2 separate regions of the Gasterosteus aculeatus genome follow, and region 2 is linked to region 1. A link is a contact called in public Hi-C data. All regions are on one chromosome and are shown on one strand. Each heading gives the region's core, a stretch centred on a gene start, on an enhancer-like site or on the middle of the called end of the contact. The rest is flanking DNA. Distances are from core to core; before and after follow the strand shown.

Evidence for each region. Hi-C and Micro-C count contacts between places; a contact is called where the count stands out from the background.
Region 2: a contact with region 1 is called in a Hi-C map of tail fin, with 6 times the contacts expected there. The contact joins the promoter of LOC120832032 here to the enhancer-like site in region 1. A contact is called at or near these places in 6 of 6 Hi-C or Micro-C datasets (blood and trunk muscle, liver, skeletal muscle and 2 more).

Annotation. Positions count from the first base shown.
Region 1 is chr12:5,839,960-5,846,795 of fGasAcu3.hap1.1, reverse strand. It overlaps LOC120832032 (AT-rich interactive domain-containing protein 3B), which reads left to right. Exons shown (of 9, transcript XM_040198058.2): 5 at 6,152-6,335. Among protein-coding and RNA genes, the nearest start is that of LOC120831979, 23 kb to the right of the region's middle. Within about 2 kb of position 2,160, at least 4 of the 9 cell types and tissues checked have open chromatin away from gene starts, as enhancers often do. A contact at or near this core is called in liver, where this site is marked.
Region 2 is chr12:5,875,386-5,882,258 of fGasAcu3.hap1.1, reverse strand. LOC120832032 (AT-rich interactive domain-containing protein 3B) reads left to right here and starts at 4,469. Exons shown (of 9, transcript XM_040198058.2): 1 at 4,469-5,267; 2 at 6,229-6,861. The coding sequence starts at 6,235. fam219b (family with sequence similarity 219 member B) reads left to right here. Exons shown (of 6, transcript XM_040198145.2): 3 at 80-173; 4 at 271-348; 5 at 1,306-1,357; 6 at 2,177-4,258. The coding sequence ends at 2,326.

The DNA of each region.
Region 1 (6,836 bases), core at 911-3,410:
AAAACGATTTTTTTTCAAATGAAATAATTTAATGTAACAATCTTTTTAAAAGTATTTGTTGTACATTCCTGTGAATTAAAATGACCAGGCCTTCTGTGAATATACAAAAACCTTTTGACTGGTATTGATGTATGTCGGAAAAACCCAAATTGCTTCCTTCTAAAATCCGATTTCTTCCTTTTCTGTGAACCACCATGAATTGAGCACCCAGTTCCCTTCAAGGTCCACGCAGCACACGAGTCGCCTCCCATCCGACTGTCTCTACGTTGGCTCGGCCGCCGTGGTTTGGGGTCCAGTCAGTTGGTCTCTGGGTCTCTGGGGGACTTGGGTTACGGTCGGAGAGGCCGTCTCACTTTTCGAGCCACCCAACCTTTTCAACCCTCGCCCCTTTCTATTTCACCAGGTGACCGACCCACGGGGAAGGTGTCACGTTTCCCTTGTTTGTTTCTTTCTTTTCTTCACTCACTCATCAGTCTAAGTCGGTTCAAAGACGGCTCTCTGGACAACGAGAGACAGGGCGAACCAGTTAACACCTCTTGATTCACCACATGAACTGTACCGCTTGCCGGTGCCAAGATCCATCGGCAAATTGGACTGGGCGGGGCACTGATTGTGTAATTCAGCCTCATGATTTGTAGGCGATTTGTGAGCTGCACCCTGGTGACATTTACAGCTTCTGGCTGTTGTCTGGACCGTCTGCGGTTTTGCGACGTCGTTCGGCCACCAGATGCCCGAGCAGTTGACCGCGCACATGAGACGGCTTCTTTTGTCTGTCTGCTCGCTGTAATAATTCTATTGAGAAGCTTCTCCGGCTGCTTCTGGAGTAAAAATAGTGACCGTTCCTTCCTCGACGGTTAGCTTTTATTTGACCCTTTTTGTAATTTGTTCCTTTTATTGAGACCGTGGAAGAGACGAGGGGGTGAAATCAGCTCTGACGAAGTTTGCTTTATTCTGTCTAATCTATAAAGCGACTGGTGACGCTTTCTTGAGCCGTGGCTGGTGACGGCTCTGGCTCTTATTTGCGTGGAGCTTGCACAGTAATTTGTTTTGTGTCCTCGCCACAATCCCCTTTTTATTTGCACTCTTGTCGGTACAGTTTCATCACGCCGTGGCGTAACTCGTTCAGCAGCGATGGAGCAATATTGTCTTAATGTCTGGGGATGGATTCATGTGACTTGATGCCTTTATCGATGAGGGTCTTTTTTCGGGTGGAAACTCGCACAGACTTGGTTTTCTTGGCTCTTTGTGTTCCTTATCTTTGAAGTTATGTAGTATTGGCAAAAGCTAATACAATTTTTTCTCTTCCTCACCCTATTGTCTGTTTCTGCTTCCGTCAAATCACAGGAATTGCACTAAATTGACATGACTGAAATGAATGAAGCCTATGCAGCCGACGGTGCCGTATTGTAGACTTCATCAGCCGACCGTCCCTCTCTCTTCTATCTCTGTCTGTGTCTCTATCAGCTGTGGCGTTAGCGTCACGCTTAGAATAGCGGTGTATCTATAGGGTAACGTTGCATTTAACTTCCCCGAATGTGAAGGGTGCATAGCTCAACACTTGATATGAATTGGTCCGCCAAGCGAGTGCCAAGCTCTGCCTGGACTAAAGATAGCCAGTTCCATACACTCGGCTTTTTTACCATTTATGTCCCTGGCCGTGCATTAAAAATAAAACAAACATGCCCCGGCAGAGCAGGTTCCCTGACAATATGCTGCCCCCCCAACGCACGGCCGTGTAAACTAAACAGCCCGGCGTAGTGTAAACGCAGCATGTGCAGACCAGGTATTTGTCTCACCTGTCAGTGTCTCTTTCCCCCCACAACGGGTTTGGTCTGTTCTGTAACTGAAGGGATTTATAATTTGGAGGCGTCTGTAAATAAAGCAGGAATCGCAGCACTCAAAGGCGGCTTTCAACCACCAGCCATAGTAATACTTTATCGTCACCCTTTTTCAGACATGTCCTTGTCGCGCTTTCTGCTATAGCATTAGTATCTGACCAACAGTTGGACGTTAAGTGAGTGTACGTCAACTGAGCCGAGGAGGTGAAGCGCCGAGAGTGAGATCCCTGGTCGGGTGTTATCTGGTGTGTGTGTGTGTGTGTGTGTGTGTGTGTGTGGGGATGTGGTGGAGGAAGGAGGAAGGTGTGGGTGGCTGGGGTGTTGGTGCTCTGAAAGGACTCAGGCGCTGCCACGGGCTGTTTGTGTTGGCTGACACCTTCCTTACAGCAGTAATCCAGTCTTTCTCCAGCTGGCAAGTTACTACACCCCCCCCCCTCCCTTCCTTCCTCCATCCTCCCTTCTCCTGAAAGCTCCAAAAATGTTTTTTTTTTTTAGTGTCTCTGTAGTCTCTCTCTGTCTCTTTATTCTTTTTTTCCCACCCTGCTCCATCATGGTTTTCCCATCCTATGCGCTCTTAACATACACATCCATGAAAAAAAAAGGAAAATAAAAAGTAGAATGATCCAACTGAATAAATGGCGGGATGAACCAAAGACCCTGAGGCGATACGGAGTCCCCTTCTGTGCCGATCCCTTTCCTGTCAGATCATCAGAAGCTGCTGGTGAAACCGCACGCCAGTCGGTGCTCATTCAGGAAAAATGCATTTCCTGTGTTGTCTGCTGGTTGGTTGTCGCTCTGTCACTTAATTTAGAAAATGCCCATCATGTGAAGTCAGCGATATGCAATTTACCACAACTGGTGCCACCCAATTGATTTATTATAGAAGCCCCTTTAATGTGAACAGCTGTTTCCTACTAAAAATAGGTCAGGGGTCAGATAAAATGACCCTGTTACTTTTCTTTTTTTCTTTCTCTATTTAGATGGAAAGCGAGATGTGAGGTGGGAAATGTGACTGTTTGATTCAGATGGACAGGCTGTCTCCGTCTGTTGCCTTTGCTGAGCGCATGGGGCCACTGCCAGTAATTATTACAAATTGCGTATGGTCTGATCAATGTTTTTCAGCCCCTTAAGGATGGCTAAAAGGCTTTTTACAGGATTACATCATATTTTATATATAATTGAGTTTGCGTGAACGTGTTTTATTATCATTGTGTTGTGTCCATGGCAAGATGTGTTTCAGCATGATGTAAATGGTTTCTCTGCTGGGAAATCATCACGGCCATGAAATTAAGCATGTAAAAAGATATTGATTATCTGCACGGATTATCAAAACATGCATCAATATGAAACCCGGTCCCACCGTTTTATCCCCGAGAGATCTGCTTTTGTTGGACCCTTTCTTTCTCCTCTCTATCTGTATCTCTTATCATTTGAAGTCTAGCCGTTTGAAGACGAGCCGTGTGGCTCTTGTGTTCGCTGTGGAAGTCGGAGGAAGGACTAGGGAGTGGTTCGGGGGCCCTCAGCCACGGCACTTCCCACCAGAGCAACCTCTGACCCCTGGTGCCATTAATCACTAGGCTCCTGATGGCCCTGTCCCTGGGGGGAAATCAGTCCAGGGCAAAGGATGATGGGAGGTGAAGCCTGCAGCCAATTACAGATTGGCTCAAAACAGCCGAAGTGGACAAATCAGGGCTTTGCGAGGAGGTGAAATACCCAATAGTTGCGTACTAGAGGCCTGCGTGGCTTAATGAAGCAGTCTCGCGGCGGCGCTGTTCCCGGTGCCTCCAGAGTCTTCTCCAAAGTGAAGTGAGCAACGACGCTGAAATGCAAACAACTACACCGGCGGAGAAGAGCGCACATTAATAGCGACTGTGAGGCCGAGGAGTTGTGCTGCTGCGATCAAAAGAAAAAGAAACTGTTTGGAGCGGTCTAATTAAGCCTGTTAGAGCTAAATGTCTCCAGGGTCAGGAACGGAGCAGATGTTGGACACCAAAGGCCGGCTCTCAAATTGGGGAACTCTCCGGCTAACTGCCCACGTGTTGCTAATGTGATTTTTGGTCAATTACGATATTATCAAAGCGGCTTTCCCAGCGCTTTCACATGTGCTCGGACCACGTTGAAATGTGACGCCCGAATGATTTAAGTGTAGGCTAATTAATTACGTTTTAAGGTTTGGAAAGTGCCTCTGGTACACCGAAAACATATAGGTAGCCATCTGGCTTACTCTGTCACACACTCCCTGACAGTAGTTCCTTGTAAATGCAAAGAAATCCGATCTGATTTGACAGCTTCCGCTGATAAAGGGCAGAATAAAGGCACAGCCGTGAATTAAAGCCTAACTAACTGCTGGCCTGTCACTATGGGGCCAGTGCCGTTGTGTCTCATTTGTTGTGCTCTCATTGTTCATGTCCGGGCCAGTATGAAAACATGGCTTCCTGCTGACCTGCGGTTTAATTCACACATCAATAACCCCCGGCTGATCTCTGACCCCTCCGGTTGTACTAATTGTTTGATGCGGGATTAATGTCCAACGCTGCATTAAATAACTGCTGAGGCGCCGGCAGCAGAGCGCTCCTGGCGCTGTGACCTGCTGCGTGTTGTGGAAATGGGACAACTGCCCGGTGATGTTTGGGTTTATGTTAAGCTCAGGGTAAAGCGCAGGTTCTCTAACCTCGTACAGGAGTTATCTAAGTGGAGAACAGGAGCTTTATCGAATGTATTGAGCAGTTTACCTGTAGGCATCATATTTCTATACTACTGTTTACATGTTAAACTTGGTCACAGCCGAAAAGCTTTAAAAAGTTGTATCAATTAATGTTTGGATTTCATTCTGAAATTTAAAAAAAAATGCCCCCACGGTTTGCTAACTGTTAATCTGCTCTGGAGATAAGAGGCTAATTTGCCAAAACATCATTTTCTGCACCGGTCAAGACCACCTAAGCTTATGTCATCTTGAAATCCTAATCTAAGATGGATCTAAGAATGTATTGAATAAGATTATATGTACTATATGTACCGGTACATGTGCATTTCTGCTCTTTATGTGTTGTCTTGACTGCCTGTAACGACGCTCTCATCCCACTGCTACCATATTGAGCTGCAGTGTGAGGAAACCGTGGTGCCAAACAATAATCGTTCAATATCTGCGCCTCATCGACTTTCCCCTCCCCCCATGTAGGGAGCCACTGCTCCATAATGACATTTGCACTGCGGCTCATAAGACTCCTTCGCCTCCCACAAACACAGGTCCCGCCTTTTCCTTCTACAAACCATCCTAGACAAACTGAATCCGTGATTCTGGTCGAACACGAGATCAGCAAAAGCTTTAGTTTATTCGACGCCTGAAACACGACAGCCTGACGTTAAGCAGTCCTCATCTCCACACGTATGCAGGTCCATGTGTTTGCCTCGGCCCCTTTGGCTTAAAGGCAATGTTGCTAACTTAAGAAAATGAATCGGGGCTAATCTTCGCGGCCTGATCACTCTGTTATTCTACACAGCGATTAATGCGTCCGATTGAGAGCAGCCTGTGGAGGGGCTGAAGGATTGGCCGGCATTAGCTCCCAACGGAAATCTGTGCGACTCCCCGTGCACCGGGGCCCGGCCGCACTAACCGAGTGTGGATTTACTCTGTACAATCCTCTAAATGAGCTTCATTACACCGGCCTATCCAGGAACCCCCCCCTTCCCCCTCACAGTCCCCGCCCGCTTCATGCTTACACTGTTGCACATTGTACTTTTTGATTCTGTTGCAAGCCCCACCATGCTTACCTCAAGCCTCCCTGCAGATAAGCCGTTGACAAGATTAATGCATCTGTATCAAAAGTCTAGAGCGGCTTGGCTCTGTGTTTGCGGATCCCCTCGTCCAGGTCAAGCCAGATTTCCTTAACCGAGCTAATATGTTTTCAAGCCAAATTTAAAAGACGTGTCGGCAGAAGGCCGGACACCCTTCTCTCTTGTCAGCACTTAGAATCATTGCAGACCTCTACAAACCTACACTGGGTATCTCAGCATTGATTGGCTGATGAATGACTGCATAATTTAGGATTCGCCCTGCTTCTTCATTTACACGGCACCAGCTTTGAATGTACTTTCTGCGTTAGGAGCCGATATGTCTGAGCAGGGATGCACACACAAGAGGAATTGTCTGCGTTATTCCCACCGGGATTGTCCATGTTAAAAATGCATGCACGTGATACACAAATGGACTTCATCCACCATAAAGCATTCAATGTGCGTCACTAAGCCGTTCAATTCAGATGTATGATTTATACCGTATTGATTTTATTTCATGGCTGTCCTCCCCTCCACAGGAACCCCAGTCAATCGTATCCCCATCATGGCCAAGCAGGTCCTGGATCTGTACATGCTGTACAAGCTAGTGACAGAGAAGGGAGGCCTTGTGGAGGTTATCAATAAGAAGATCTGGAGAGAAATTACAAAGGGACTCAACCTGCCTACCTCCATCACCAGTGCCGCTTTCACCCTGCGCACACAGTAAGTCTTTGCATCTGTGTCTCAAAAAATACAAGGACAAAAGGGTTGAATTCACTCATTTGGGATCCGTAGCCATAAATTGTCCCAATCTGATTTGTGTTTTATATCGGCTCTAATCAAATTTGCAGGAACTAAAGACTATTTCCTTTTTGTGTGTGTTGGTACGAGGTTGGACGTCAATATTAACCCGTGATGTCGTGTTTATACACATGCGGATTTGTTTCCTCAACCAGGCTGCCTTTCCCTCTTCACATGCTATCCCTCCATCCATTACATCACACATAGCACATCGATTCCCATAGATTTATTGACGTGATCCGGGTCAGAGTTCACAATGACTACGGTGGGGTTTGGCGGACAGATTGCACGGCAAGTAGCAAATAAAACGCTTCCTCGATTGAAATCCTCCCGCTGTCCACTGGCCGGGTGCCCTGATGAGTCTTTGTGTATTATTAATGTCGGTGGAGCGTCGTGTGCTCCGTTGCTCTGTCTAATGGACGC
Region 2 (6,873 bases), core at 3,220-5,719, 33 kb before region 1:
TTGTATGTGACTTTCAGCTTTGAGTCTCATCCAGTCAGCTCCAGTTGGCACAACAAAAATGTTTCTTCCTTCCATGCAGAGAAACACAGGGAGATGGTGAGAAAAGCGCTAAAGAAGAAAGCCCTCTCGCCGGGTCCTCCAGTGACGCATCAGCCCCGGCAGGGAGCCAAGAGGTACGAGGAGGAATGAGCAAGCCGCTGTGAGCTAAGAGCACGGGACGGGATGAGGGGCTAGCGGCATGGATTTCACAGTTTCCGGTTCTCCTTTTAGGACGGTGAAGTACAACAAGGGCTACGCAGCTTTGAGTCAGCACGCCGAGGACGCTTTGGTTGCCGTGGACTCAAACAGGTACGGTGGCACCAGGTATGGAGGCAGAGTCCCTCCCCTTTCTTTCCTTTTTTTGTGAACCCGCACAATGTATTGTGTTGACAAGCTAGTTAGCTAGCCTAGCTTTATGTATATTTATGTGTCTTTCTACGCATTTTGATCTTACTTTACGCAAGAAGTTGACGTACTCATTGTGATGTCACCCACTGGTTTGTGGATGGCTATTTCAAAGCCTTGAGATCTTGCATCACGGACGCCGATGTTGTTTTTCCCCGCCGCCAATGAAGGGAAGTTATAAACCGTGTATACGGCACCGAACTGTCAATCACAAGGTAGCCACGCCCTCTAAAGCAGACGCCGCTTTATGGTCTAACGTTTGACTCTAAAAGGATCATAATTTACGAAATGAATGTCGTGCTGTATCGAAGGAGACTTGAAAGTAGAGATTGAGAAATAAACTCACATTAACAATGTTTACTGAGGGAATAAATCAAGTGAGAAGTCATTTTCTCTTTCACTTGTATACAATCTGACTGGTTGGTGAAACCACAGGAGTCGCCTCCTAATGGTCAGTAGAGAGAAGGCAAGTTTTAAAACACTTTCATTACGTTTTTTTACACGCTCTCATACTTAGACCGTTTTAAGACAAAATATGGCTTTGTTTACATGAAAAACATTTTTTAAATATTGGTTTAATTCATTGTGCAATACTTTCCTCTCATGGAAGACTGTTGTAGACTGTGAAAAAGTAGTCTGAGGTTAGTCCACCAAAAGTGGCAGGACTTTCTATACAGGTGACGGCATAGTTGAATTCCTTCTAAATGCAGATAACTAAGGACTGAAATACTAGATCTGTAAAATCATGTCATCTGGACGTGTTCTAATTTCAGTTCAAAAGTTTTCCAAGCATAAATCTCCAGTTCACACACACCGTTGTCAACATCAGAATGACAGATACTACCGTGCTTGTCCTTACAGCGATGAAGAGATCGATTTTGAGCAGTATTCCTCGGGATACTCTTCAGCTGAGGTGAGTTTGCTCCTCGGGATCTTCGCCCGCATGCTTTGGAAATCTTGTTCACCCCACAGTGTGACCGGCTGTGTGACTACAGCTGTGTCGGTGAGCAGGAATCTGTTTTTGGGCCATCGAGATACGTTCAAAGATCATTTCGTCAGGGTTTCCACACCATAAAAATAAAAAGAATGCCTTGCCATGTCGTTCATATGATCGCAAACATTCCTTCAAATTAGGAATGGTGGAAACATGGCTCTATTCAGAGTGGCATGGCAACGCTACAACAACAGAGAGGGACATATGTGTTGACCGTGCATGCTATATAACTTAAATAATCCACTGACTGCCCAATGAAATGAGACGCAGTACATGCACGTCCCGTTTCAGTACAGAATCCCTTTGTCTTCATTTCTAAAGCCTCGCATTTAGCCAAAGAGGGAAGTTGCCGAGATGAAAGAGATGCGTCACTTTTATTTAAGACGCTGTGCTACTTTCAAGTCCCTGTGTTGTCATTTAGATTTGGGGATTTGCGTGAGGAGGCGGTTTGTTCTGAAAACGGAACCGGCCTCTTTTCCGTCTTGGCGCTACTGTAATCATTGGTAACTTCTGTGGCTTTGTACACAACATAACTGCTGGGAAATGAAGTTTGAAGCTCCCATTCTTGAATATCGTATCTTAAAGAGGCCGTAACGTGTGTTTTGTTTGAGTCACATCAACCGGCTCAGGTGTTCACGGGGTAAGAAGAAGTCCCTTAATGAGACGTGCACCAGGTTCAACCATCTTCCTCTGGTGGGTGTGTGTGTGTGTGTGTGTGTGTGTGTCTTTGCTCTCCAGGTCCATCCTGATTTAAGCAAGCAGCTTCTCCAGGACGGCTACCGCCTGGATGAGATCCCCGACGACGAGGACCTGGACCTGATCCCTCCCAAATCCATGGGCTCCTCCGTGTGCTGCTGCGCCGAGGGCCCGTCCTGCTCCACGCAGTGATGCCCAGGGGGGGCCGCTGCGCCCATCCTTTACACCAGTTCCCGCCCCTGACTTCAGTCACCGGTGCCTGAGGCCATGTCTCTGACCGGGCCCCTCCGCCGCTGTGCTGCCCGAGGACTTCCAGCTCTGAGGCCAAACTCCCCCGTCGATGCAGCGAGATCGCACAAGAACAAGCCTTATCCACTGTGACCTCCAAAGCGGGACCTAGTTTCCTTTTTATTGAACCTATTGAGATGCTTACTGTGCCCGCGCTCCAAATAGAGCGGTCGTGCACATTATGGGATGTGCCCTCGTTGACTTAGTGGGTGGTTCGTCTTTTCCGTCTCATGTTCCAGCTATTAACACTATAGATAAAGGACCCTCACGTGATCATTAACATTCCCTATTGTTGCATTAACTGGATGTTTACCTGTTTCGCTTCCATGTATCTCTCCTCAAAACGCCTAGTTTAACAAAATGAACAACTCCATTCTGTGTTTTTTTTTTTATTAGAAGCAGATAACTAAATGTAAATAGGTCCTCAGATGATTGAGATTCAATTCATTTATTTTTTTCAGCTATCTAGAAAAACCTGAACTAAAGTGTAGAAGAGAAGGCTGACTCAGTTATTCTCTGCTCCTCCCATAGTATTTGCTCTCTGTCTGTGAAGACAAAGAGTTTTATTACTTTTTTTTACAGGCCGTCGTTGAGCAAACGGCAACATACCAGGAAAAAAGTCCCACGAGCGATCCCCCGTCTGCAAGAGCGCCAAATGTTACACTGCCGTGTAGGACCCAAAACATGCTGGCAGATGAGCTGCTAATGTCCTTTTGACGGATTAACCGATGTGTTGTACAATCTTTGTCTTGTAGAAAATGAGTTTAACCCCTGAAACATGTTCAAGAAAAAAGCTTTTACAAAAAAGGTTGAAAGTGAACTATATGATGTCAGATCCCCGACAAAGGGATTGTGTCCTTTTTAAGGCGTATGTGTGTAGTTACAGGACCAGTCAAAGGTTTGGACACTTTCTCATTGAATTGATTACTTTTCCTGCGTCATCTCAAACACATCAAATGTGTGTCTGTGGAGGCTGGATTTGAGTTACAAGGCTTTATATATTTATTAGTCTATTAGTTACTGCTCAAAACCAGTAAGCCACATTTGCATAAGGATTAACGCATTTGGATACCCTTGTTATTTGCTGCCCATATTTGCATACATCCGTTTGTGTTAGAATTATTTTCTTTTTTTGTTGTTGCGACGTGTCGATTGCCGTTTTCCACACAATAGACGAGGATGTGGTGAACATGGCAATCCTTTTCTTTTCCCACTTCAAAAGATGTATGTGTTGTTACTCCGTTTCAGTCTGGGTCATATTTTATGTTTTGAACTGAGCGTTAAATGTCCTAGCAAGTGACAGCACTCACTGTTTTCAACGAGATTCTTTATGTTCGTGAGGAAAGTGACATTTTCTGGTAGGAAAAAAGTGGGAGCACTTGATTTGTACAATTCACACATTTAGTTGAAGACTTTGCGAGGAAAAAGCTTGCTGTCACACATCATGAATGATCCGTTTCTCCTCTGCGGACTCTGTCGTCCGAATGTGGGGGATTTAGGAATAAAGGCGGATTCTGCTATTACACCAAGTGTGAGTCACTTGATAACAAGCGTGAGGTAAAATGCTTTAAATGCAAGAGCTGTATTGACCCCTGACCCCGACCCTGGCTCTGCACGATGTTCCTCTGTACACAAATATTGCACTTGACACCAGTGGTTAGTAGCAAGTACACTTGACTCACCTGTACTATGCAACTATTGGGACAATCCGCTTGTTATGCAACGTTGTTATGCTATTGAGTGCTACATGCAATGACTTTATTTTATGATGATAAACACTTTTTTAATTATTTGATTGTACTGTTTATTGGTTCAAAATAAAGATTATTATCGATACTTCCATGTGCAATAACTGTCTAAGGAGTATCAGGAGAGCATTTAAATTCTTTGGCCATTGTAAATATAGTCGTCATTGTTGCCACAAGGGGGCAGCATGAAGCCATGCTTCGCCCCCAGTGAAATGCTGCAATTCACTAATACAATGAGGGGTTTTTGTATTGCTTTATTTAAACATTGCACTGTAATCCCTATCATATTATTAAGTATGCAGACATTACCATTTGACAATTTTGCTTTAAGCTTCTTTATTTTCTGTTTAAGATACGCTGCTATTAACGTCCCTTTTAAGTAACGCACACCTACATCTGTTGATCCAGCCTGCGCAGCGCCGCATCGTCAAACGAAGGCAGGTACGATCGATTACAGGTGAATCGATCGGACGGAGGCTCGCGGAGGTGTGAAGCCAGTGAGGCGCGTCGCCGTCGCTGGGCGGGCCTAACGCCGCTGTGCGCCGCGCGGGGGGTGTCAATGGAAGGGGAGGAAGAGAAGAGAGAAACCACCGAAGGGAGTTACCTCCGCGCTCTCCGAGATATGAGATCGGGCCGTTTTCCTGCCGGTCCCCTTTCACATTAACGAAGAAAATCACTGGGAGGGCGGGGGAGAGAAAAAAAAAGAAGAAGAAAAAAGACCCGAAACACGCAGGTAGAGAGTTCGAAGAGCGCTTCTCCGCCGGCGGGTCAGTCGGTTTCCACGGCGCGTGCACAGCCTCTCTGCCCCGCGCGCGTGTGCGTGTTTACAAGCGAGTGCCACGGGCGAGGAAAGGACGAGAAAAGACACGGAAGGAAGGAAGGAAGGACGGTAGGAGGGATGGTGGACAACTCGAGCGGCAGTAAGGCACATATGGTGAGTGGCGGTAATGCCCGGCGCCGTTTTTCCACCTTTTTCCTCTGACGTGTTCGGCCTCCGGTAGACGCGGTGCGGCGGCCTCACTTAACGGGAGCTCGTGCGGCAGCGAGAGCGCGTTAAAGCGAGGAGAGGGCAACTTTCACGCTAAGTCGACCTTAAGGTACGTCGCCCTTTTCCCCTCTTCTTCTTCTCTCCACTCGTTGTAACGCTGCGAAGCCTCGTTGAAACGAGTGCCGCTAACGTTCCGCCGTCGCTCGTCGCTGCGGTAACGCAAAGTAAAGCCCGTAAACGTGACGTTACGCACGTTATCTACGCGTCTCGAGCATGTGGCAGCTAACGGGAGCTAACGCGGAAAAAGGTGTTAACTTTTTTCCCTTAAAGGGAAAAAAGTTTTAACGTTGTCTTTCTGGTCGGTCGTTGTTTGTTTGTCTTTGTTAAGACGTTCAGTTTATAACTTCTTCACTTAGGAATAAAGCTCCAGCTGTTTGCGCTCATCTCTCTGGTTCGGTAACGTCCGCTAGCGTGAATTATAGCCTCGGTCATGAGTCACAACGTTTTCAGCAGTTTGGGGCAATTTTATACCTCTTGGTTTGTTAAAGGCGTTTGGACGTGTATGTTATGGCTTCGATGTGATTAATATCCGTACTACTCCTGAGAAAAGTCCTAACAAAACTGACTCCGCTGGTGAATAACTCAATTTTGTGGTGTTAACGTGTCGCTGTGATCTGCGCGGACTCACTGAAACGTTTTCTTTCGGACGGATAGTCTTTTTTTCTGGCCTTGCTACTTTGTCATGTACCCAATGACATTACTGCATGTTCCTGCTTCCACTTCCTCACATGCTCAGGTCTTTAAGATCAACCGGGAGGATCTTGTCTATTAGCAAATATAATCCAATTGAGCAACCTCCTCATAGTGCACCTGACGGGAATTAAACTGTTGGATTCGTCCTGTTTTGGGTTCTCTACAAAAACGGCTCCTACCTGTGATTACTGTGTTTTTTTTGTTGGTGGGTAGGGGTGCATGTGCCTTACATGTGTTTCATTTCATCCTGTGTAATGAGATAAAGGGCTAATTAGATTTCAGCATGTCATCCGTGCCTCCTTCCCTTCCTCCCACAGCCCAGCATGTCTCAGGAGCCTGGCGTGGCCTTTCCTCAGAGCGCCTCTACGGGGGGGATGAAGCTGGAGGCGGTGATGGAGCAGCTCCAGCGCCAGCAGCAGGCCCGACTGGAAATGGAGCGCAAGGAGAGGAAGCTGCGAGAGGCCCACATCATGTATGCTCAGCAGGTCGCCGCCCAGCAGGCCATCCTGGCGGCTGCCCGGGCGTCCGGGGCCAGCTTCATGGGCAAGGGCCTGGCCGGGGTGGTCCCCGGCGTCGGGTTGCCTCCTAGGGTCTCCAATCAGAGCAGTGTGGACTCCGAAAGGGAGGACGACGAGGACCGAGGCCGGGATTCTGGGGACGAGGACGACGACAACGAGATGATGGAGGGCGACGAGGGCAGCGACGAGGACGAGGGAAGTGCCAGCGGCCTGGAGTTCCTCCGCAAGCAGACCCTGGCGCTGCAGCAGACCGCGTCCCGCATCCCGGCCCGGCCGTTTGGCAGTTACGCCGCGTCGGCGCCCCAGAGGGCTGCGTCCCCACCCATCAGAGTGAAGCAGGAACCCGACGAGGGCCTGTCTCCAGCGGGGCCTCAATCTGCTACCTCTCCAAATGGACAGGCCGACTGGGGCTTCGATGATCACTTCAGACAGGTTAGTGCCCCC